Linked DNA regions of Mus musculus: region 1 is linked to region 2. A link is a contact called in public HiChIP or PLAC-seq data. All regions are on one chromosome and are shown on one strand. The core of a region is the stretch at or near the end of the contact, and the rest is flanking DNA. Distances in the headings are between cores, read along the strand shown.

Region 1 (3,909 bases), core at 272-2,771, 64 kb after region 2:
TACATGGTGGCTCACAACCATCTGTAATGGGATATGATGTTCTCTTCTGGTGTGTCTGAAGACAGTGACAGTGTACTCATATAAACAAACAAACAAACAAACAAATAGAAGAGCACTTGCTCCTTTCCAGAGGACTTAGATTCAATTCCCAGCACCCACATGCTAGCTCTCAACCCAATCCACGTTCCAGGGAATTGATGCTCCCTTCGGGCCTCTACTGGCACCAGGGCATAGACATTCATGTGGTGCACAGACATACATCCAGGCAAAATACCTGTATACATAAAGTAATAAATATATCTTTGACAGAAGATTTAAAAATAAAAACAGTAATTACCACGCGCTGAACACTTATGATTTTCTGGGCACAGTTATAAATCTTTTATGTGAATCATCCCATTTAATCTTCCCTTTATCCCACATTACTAGGGTCTGAACTCGAGATTAGCGAGTGGACAAACCCTAGTAAATGCAGTGCCTGTAGCAAATGCAGCGCGGGGTTGTGGATTTTCTCGCTTGCATAGTAGCATCATCACTCGGGTCACGTGAACGAGCTCTCTTCAAAGTAAGGGGAAAAAATGTTCAAAAGTCAGACTATCTTCAGCAATTGTTCTTATGGGGCGCACGACAGCCTTAAAGCCATCGACTCTTTCTGGAAACAGGCCTTAGATTTTCCATTATATTTAGCTAATCAAGTTCTAGTAGAGAATTATCTGGGGTCTGGCTTAGGTTCTCCGTGCTTGTGTATTAACCATGGTAACGGAGAGCCGACTCCTGTAGGGAGTCTTTTCAGATCTCACAGGAATCTGAAACATCAGACATCAGACCAGAGGTGGGCATAGTGATGTGCACCGGTTCACCTGCCTCAGCACTTAGGACCCACAGGCAAGCAGATCGGTAAAGACTCTAGCCTGGGCTACGTGAGATTCCCATCAGAAAACAAACCAAAACACAAATCCATCAAGACCATTAATTTTCCAAGTGTTGCCAACATTTATGTCTCGCAGTCGCAAAGAGTCTGGAAGAACCGGCTCCAGATGTGGGTCCACCTTGAGGTACTCATCGTCCTTTTAGAATTTAAGGAGGAAAGAGCAGAAATCCAGGACCGGGGTAGTTAAGGCTGTTGAACCCCACTTGGCCCAACTGAAGGGTGGGCAGCGCTGGATATCCACGCCGGTCCCAGGTTACCGCCCCACTGAAAGGTGGGAAGCTGCTTCGCTTACTGACATGCCCGGCACGCCCGGCGGGCAACCGGGATGACGGGTGGTGCACTTTGGGCGGCGTTTCAGCTTGGAGACACAGGGAAAACCAGCATTACCACAGTCCAAGCAGAGAATCAGGCCGCGCATGCGCGACCCGGTCTGCTGCCGCGCATGTGCAGCAGCGCCCTGCTCCTTGGACAACCCCTCCCCAGACCCCGCCCTCAGGCTTGGTCCCCGCCCCCGCAGGCGCGGTCGGCTCCCGAGCCCGGAGCGTCCATATCCGGGTTCCGTCCGCCGCTGCTGCCGCCGCCGCCGCAGTCGCCGCTTCGTTCTTCCAGCCCTGTCAGGAGTGGTGTGATTCCCGACCAAGATGGCGGCCGTGGGGCGAGTCGGCTCGTTCGGTTCATCTCCACCCGGGCTAGCCTCGACCTACGCCAGCGGACCCCTAGCCAACGAGCTAGCGTCGGGCAGCGGCGGCCCCGCGGCGGGCGACGATGAGGACGGGCAGAACCTTTGGTAAGGACCGCACCCCTCTCCGGTCCCCCGCGGGTTATCTCCTCGCCAGGGCGGACGCCTCTGGGATCCCCGAGCCCCGCGGGAGCTGGGAGACGGGCGGGGCCTCCCGGGAGCTGGGCCCGGCGGTTCTCGTCCTCGGTCGGGCCCGGCCTTACTTAGCCTGCGCCTTGCTCCCTGTTAGGTCCTGCATCCTCAGCGAGGTCTCCACGCGCTCGCGCTCCAAGCTCCCGACCGGGAAGAACGTGCTGCTGCTGGGTAAGTGATATCCGATGTGGCCCGGGTGCACGGTCACATCCGTTCGCCCACTGCCTTTGTGCGGACACTCGGGCCCGGCTGCGCCCCGCCTCCCGGCTTGCTGCTGACAGCTGGGGGGACAAGGGGTCCCTGGTCCTTCCGGCCTGGACCCTCCGGTCTTTTCTCCTCCCTGGGATGTGGGGTGGCTCTGTCATCTCCTCTGGGAGAGACAGAATGAACATAACACCCGAGGCACTCCCAGTGGTCTGGGATTCTACCTAGAAAGACGGGGACAGTTTTTGACAGAGATTGGTAGCATGAGGGCTCTTGGTGAGAGCCCCAGCGCAAATGCATGCCATCAATATTTAATAGCAGACTCTTTTGTGTAATTGACAGGAGCCAGAGACTGGGTCGTGAGGAGTGTTATTTGAATCAGCGTTCTCCCGTTCTCCCAGTGCTGGGTGCTCGGGTTGCAGTTGCCTTTTTAACTGTCACCTAATAACTCTGAAATTTGTAAAGGGCAGTAGAACAGCGTTCTCATTTAGTGCCCTCAGCGGAATGGCTGGAATAAGGGAGACATGTCTCCCCTTTCTCTTAGGTTTTTTTTTTTTTTTTTTTTTAAATCTACTGGCTGCAAAGTGAGGATAAAGGACCCAGGGACAATAAACAATCCCACTTAACAGTTTTGCAGGTCTTTCCAGCTCTGGGAGGAATTCCAACCCCCACCTTTTCTTTTTACATGCAGGATATTGGAGTGTATAATAGGGTGACAGTAATATTTTACAACTTGGAAGTGGGTGTTTCGAGACTTCAGACTCTTTGATTTTAGCCAAAAGGCTGAGAAACTGTGCTTGAAGAGTTTTAGTTACCTGAGATTCTCCACGGGTGACAATGAATGAGTCGGTAGGAAGAAATGACTCATTCTCTATGACCCCACCACCACCAGTTACATGCACACACACACACACACACACACAAAACACAACACAACACATGCCTGTGCTTTGGGAAGCTGTGGTCAAGCTCGTTGAAAGCTTAGCATTGTGTCTTTTCCTGTGATTGAAAGCACCACGTGCAGATAGCCAGGACTGAGTACAAACATGTACAAACCACGCGGATCTGACGCAAGTCTGCTACTGTCCACAAACCTCGGTCCATTCATCTCTCAAAGGAGAGTTATGGAGAAACAGTCCCTACCTCCTGGAACTGTGGGAGAGCCAAATGGCTCACTGTAAAGCCAGGCCGCAGAGAATCCTGTGAGGGACCGGAGTGAATGAGAAAGCATTCCTGGGATGTCTTTAGCAAGTGAATTACCCCCTCCCCCCCCAGTTGAGTTGTGGCTCTGCCTGCTGCTCCCATTGCCCTGTGCCCAGTAAGCCTGTCTTCTTCCTTAAAAACAGAAAGGATTACTGCCCAAATACGCGGTATTGATGGGGCAGAAATAAAACAGGGCCCCAAAGCAACAAAACAAAAACCAGTTCCGGGACTGTTTGTAATTACTACTGTAGACAGGTTATTAATGTAGGTAGATTGTGTACTGATAAAGTGAACTTAAGACTGAATGACCCCCTTGGAGTAGATTATGTTTTCATTACTCTGTTAAATAGATTTCTTTACAAATTTCAGCAGTAAAAATTGGCAGTCTTTTACCTTTCTGGTGTTTTCTAGATCTTCTAATACTGGGTCAGTCTACAAGACTTGGTGTACAGAGGCCCCGCACTCCTAGGCTAGATTTTCTTCCGATGAACTTAATATTAATAGTTTAGAAAGTTCCATCTGGTGTCATTATATAAGCTTCAAGTGTCATGTTTTTCCTTCAGTACTATTAAGGTTTCCATGAGCCCTCTTTAGGTCTGGAAAAGGCTAATCATTGATTTTTTAAAAAAATACTGTTTATGCAAATGCAGTTACTTCCCCAAACTTCCTTTAAAGAATGCTTGGAGGCATTTAATTGTCA
Region 2 (3,882 bases), core at 391-2,890:
TTAGGACATAAATCAATCGGTTAAATCATGCCACAGAAGACAATTTCTAAATGCTCACTGACCTGTTATTTAAAATACCAAAGTCTCAAAGAGAAAAGCCTGTGAGTGACCACCTTAACAACAACAACACTATAACACAGTATCAAAAGACTGTCTTTGTTCCCTGCATCCTCCCTGCGCCCAGCCTGCTCTATGTTCAAGTGATCTTCTGCCTAAGCCTCTTAAGGAGTTGGGAATACAAGCACAGAACCCTGGGTCTGGCTTATTAAAAGCCAGTTTTACAGCACAAACTAGGACTTTTGTTTTAATGGTCATTGCAAAATTGATGGTCATGGTGTTCTGAATGAAAACAGCCCCATGAACATATTTGAAAACCTGATCCCCAGTTAAAGGAGGTGTGTTACGGGGGCCACGCTTTGCGGTTTAAAAAGCCCATATCATTCCCAGATAGCTCTCTACTCCTTGTGCTCCAGGATCAAACATAAGCTCGCAACTGCTGCTATGGCGCCATGCCTGCCTAACTGCCGTGCTCCTTGACATGATGGTCATGGACTCTATTCCTCTGGAGCCGTGAGCCCCCAAATTAAACAATTCATCTTGTGAGTTGTCTTGGTCATGGTGTCTCCTCAGAGCAGTAGAACAGTAACTTAGAGAGTGGTCTTCTGTAGTTCTTTTTGTTTTTAAAAAAGATCATATGGTTTGAATAAGAATGATGACCCCCACAGGCTCAGATATTTGAATGCTTGGTCCCAAGTAGTATTTGAGAGGAGTTAGGAGGTGTGGCCTTGTTAAGGAAGTATGTCACTGGGGGTGGCCTCAAGCTAGGCTCTCCCTTCCTGCTGTCTGGGGATCCTGCTAGAGACCTTGCAGCTACTTTCTCGGTGTCATGTCTGCGTGTGCCACCATTGTCCGCTCTCCCTAAAATGGTAAGCAAGCCTCAGTTAAATGCTTTCTTTTTTTCAAGTAGCCTTGGTCATGGAGTCTCTTTACAGCAATAAGGCATTAAAACAAAGCTTTATTTTTTTAGCTTATGTGTAAGTGTATGTGGGAGTGGGGGACACATTGAGTATGGGTGTTTATGGAGACCAGAACAGGATGTCAGATCTCCTGGAGCTGAGGTTTATAACAGGCTGTGAGCCACCCAACATGGCTGACGGGAATAAAACGCAGGTCTTCCTGTAATAGTAATACTTATTCCTGATTACCAAACAACCCCTCCAGCCTCCCCACATGCTTTTTTTAAAGACATGGTCTCACATAGGAACCCAAGCTGGTCTTGAACTTGCTATCTAACCAAGAATGACCTTGAACGACAGATCCGCCCGAGTCTAACACCCAAAGCTGATAGTGTAGGCCCGGGCCACCACACCCAAGCTTTCTATTTATGTGCACACTATGGAGGGATGTCTTTTTTTTTTTTTTTAAGGTTTTATTTTCACTTTTATTTATATGTATATGAGTGTTCAGGGCTATTGGAGGTTAGAGAAGGGTTTTAGATCCCCTGGAACTGGAGTTACAGGCAATTGTGAGCTGCCTGATGTGGGCGCTGGGAATCAAACTCACATTGCAAGAGCAGTGAGTGCCATCTCTCTAGCCCTTGTTTTTAACATGGTCACACTTCAGCCCAGACTGGCCTTGAATTCCTGCTCCTCCTGCCTCCACCTCTTAAATGATAGAACTAAATCCATGTGTGTGTCTGTCTGTCTGTCTGTCTGTCTGAGCTAGAGGCTAAACCCAAGGTTGACTGTGTGGTGCTAGGCCAGTGCTGTATCACTGAGCTATCCCCAATCTTTCTCCTTTCTTAGGATTCAAGTTCTCCTTTCGTTAATTCCCAATAACCAGTATTCTTGCAAGTATAAAAAGAAGCCATGTTCCTATATGAAGAGAAGAAATTCCAAAGTTTTGTTTTCAGGCACCAATCTTTCTATTCCAAAATCCTTGGCTTGGATTTCGTACCACTCTCATTAAATCTTCACACTGGAGGGGCCTCCAGAGAGCACTGATTTAGAATACAAATGCACACAAAGGTCTGGACACTGTTCTCTGAGGATCTCCGCCCCAGGATTTACTTGCTAACTTATAAACATACTCTCTGTCTATGGTCTAGTCCTTTCTCTGTCGGGCCTTCTGTCAGCCCAGAGATCTGGTCAATAAGCAATTGTAGTCTCAGGGATTATTCTAGGTAGAGGTACTTCAGGTACAAGCAGTAAACTGCACAACATCAGTTTTAAAAACAGGATTTATTAGCTGGGTGGTGGTAGTACACACCTTTAATCTAGTGCTTGGGACTCATTCCTGGTCTACAAAGTGAGTTCCAGGACAGCCAGGGTAACACAGTAACCCCGTCTTGAAAAACAAAAACAAAACCAACCAGACAAAAATAAACACCCCCAAACCAAAATAAAACCCCAACAAAACAAAACAGCCCCCTCCACACACACACAAACAACCAAACACCAACCCCTCCATCCATAAAGAAAGCCCAGGATTTCTTTACTCGAGTGTACGTGTGCAGGTGTGTGTGTGCCTGTGTGCAGAGACCACAAAACGGCAGCAGGTATCCCACCCTTTCCTATTCTGCTGAGTCTGCTGAAGCTCCCCCTGAACTTGGAGAGCGTTTCCTGTGGTAGGCTGGAAGCCGGCAAGCCCATCCTGTCCTCCCCAGAGCTGGGGTTACAGACATGTGTTTTACCTTTGCGAACTGACAAATCCTCACAGTCTCAATAAGAAAGCCAGAAAGTGACCACCAAGAGGAAAGTCCAGGAGGAACTTACATTTCCAGCTGTGTTCATGACAGACTTGATTTCCCTTTTGCAAGCCTTCAGGGACTTCATCTGGATGTACCCTCTGACTTTGTACTGTCAATGAGGAATGGAAACATGTAAGAGGGGTGGGTCACTTGCACAGGCTCAACCTTTGCTAGCCAGTCCAGGACATTAACTCTCATTTGCATACAACAGAGTCAAAAGCCAGTCATACGCAAATGCAACTTTAAAATTATCTTAAGTATCTGTTTCCTGTTTATTTTCTTGTGGTGCTGGGGATAGAAACTAAGGCTTCATGTATTGCAGGCCATCATTCTACCCCTGAGCAAAACCTACAAACTCAAATCTGCATAAGATAATTTTAAAATTCAATATATTACTTTATCATACACTACAGGCTACTTCAAAGTTCTATACAGTAATTTATAGAAGTTACAATGTATATATTTCAAGCAAAATGTATTTAGAGGGATTAACTGAGCTCTCAACTCCAAGCCTTTGAATCCGAGTAAGCGCACCGCCTTGAGTTAGTGCTCACGTGCCTCTCACACTGCCGCTCGCTCGCCCACACTGTGAGCGTGCGTACCTGGTGTATCTTGGACTTGGCAGCCTCTATTAGAGCTGCACTCTCAGCCTTAGGGTTGGATCCATCTTTGCTGCTGTTATTGCCAGTCTATAAAATAGGAAACAAAGTCAATGGGATTGTTATGACGGTAACTCAGTTCCAGATGAGCTAAGTAGAGTGCCCAAGTCAAGTACCCAGAGGCCATTTGCAAACTGAAGCCACTGCAGAGCCCACTTCTAGGGACTGAGAGTCGAGTGGCACACTAACGTGGCACACTTAGGAAACTCATAGATGAGCATAACCAGGGACCCATTTAAAATCACAGGTGCCACTCAAGACTACGCCTCTAAAGCCCAAGCCAGACCCTGTCTCTTTCTAGCCAGCACCACTGAAGCCCAGCTTCCTGAGGAAGCCCTCAGTCTCCCACCGTCCTGACCGCAGAGCCCCTTGGCTGCAGTGGGAAAATGCCCCAGCCACTGCCCATTGCAGACACTGCTCCCTTCCCAGCCTACAAGTCCCTCGGCTCCACCCCTCCTCTTCTGATAGGTCAAA

What was found. HiChIP or PLAC-seq counts read pairs in DNA pulled down with a chosen protein or histone mark.
Region 1: a contact with region 2 is called in an H3K27ac HiChIP or PLAC-seq map of embryonic stem cells, with 5 read pairs. The contact joins the promoter of Dync1li1 here to the enhancer-like site in region 2. A contact is called at or near these places in 5 of 39 promoter capture datasets (embryonic stem cells, fetal liver, hematopoietic stem and progenitor cells and 1 more), 1 of 15 datasets of contacts at CTCF or cohesin (the NIH/3T3 cell line), 5 of 484 Hi-C or Micro-C datasets (the G1E-ER4 cell line, the HL-1 cell line, the MNK3 cell line and 1 more), 7 of 115 datasets of contacts at active chromatin or transcription factors (embryonic stem cells, epiblast stem cells, extraembryonic endoderm stem cells and 2 more) and 3 of 9 other capture datasets (adipose tissue, liver and pancreatic islet).

Annotation. Positions count from the first base shown.
Region 1 is chr9:114,687,310-114,691,218 of GRCm38.p6, forward strand. It overlaps Dync1li1 (dynein cytoplasmic 1 light intermediate chain 1), which reads left to right and starts at 1,522. Exons shown (of 13, transcript NM_146229.2): 1 at 1,522-1,718; 2 at 1,900-1,973. The coding sequence starts at 1,573.
Region 2 is chr9:114,623,046-114,626,927 of GRCm38.p6, forward strand. Cnot10 (CCR4-NOT transcription complex, subunit 10) reads right to left here. Exons shown (of 20, transcript NM_153585.5): 6 at 3,352-3,438; 7 at 2,775-2,858. Among named protein-coding and RNA genes, the nearest start is that of Gm51659, 10 kb to the right of the region's middle. Within about 2 kb of position 1,641, at least 4 of the 459 cell types and tissues checked have an H3K27ac peak or open chromatin away from gene starts, as enhancers often do. A contact at or near this core is called in embryonic stem cells, where this site is marked.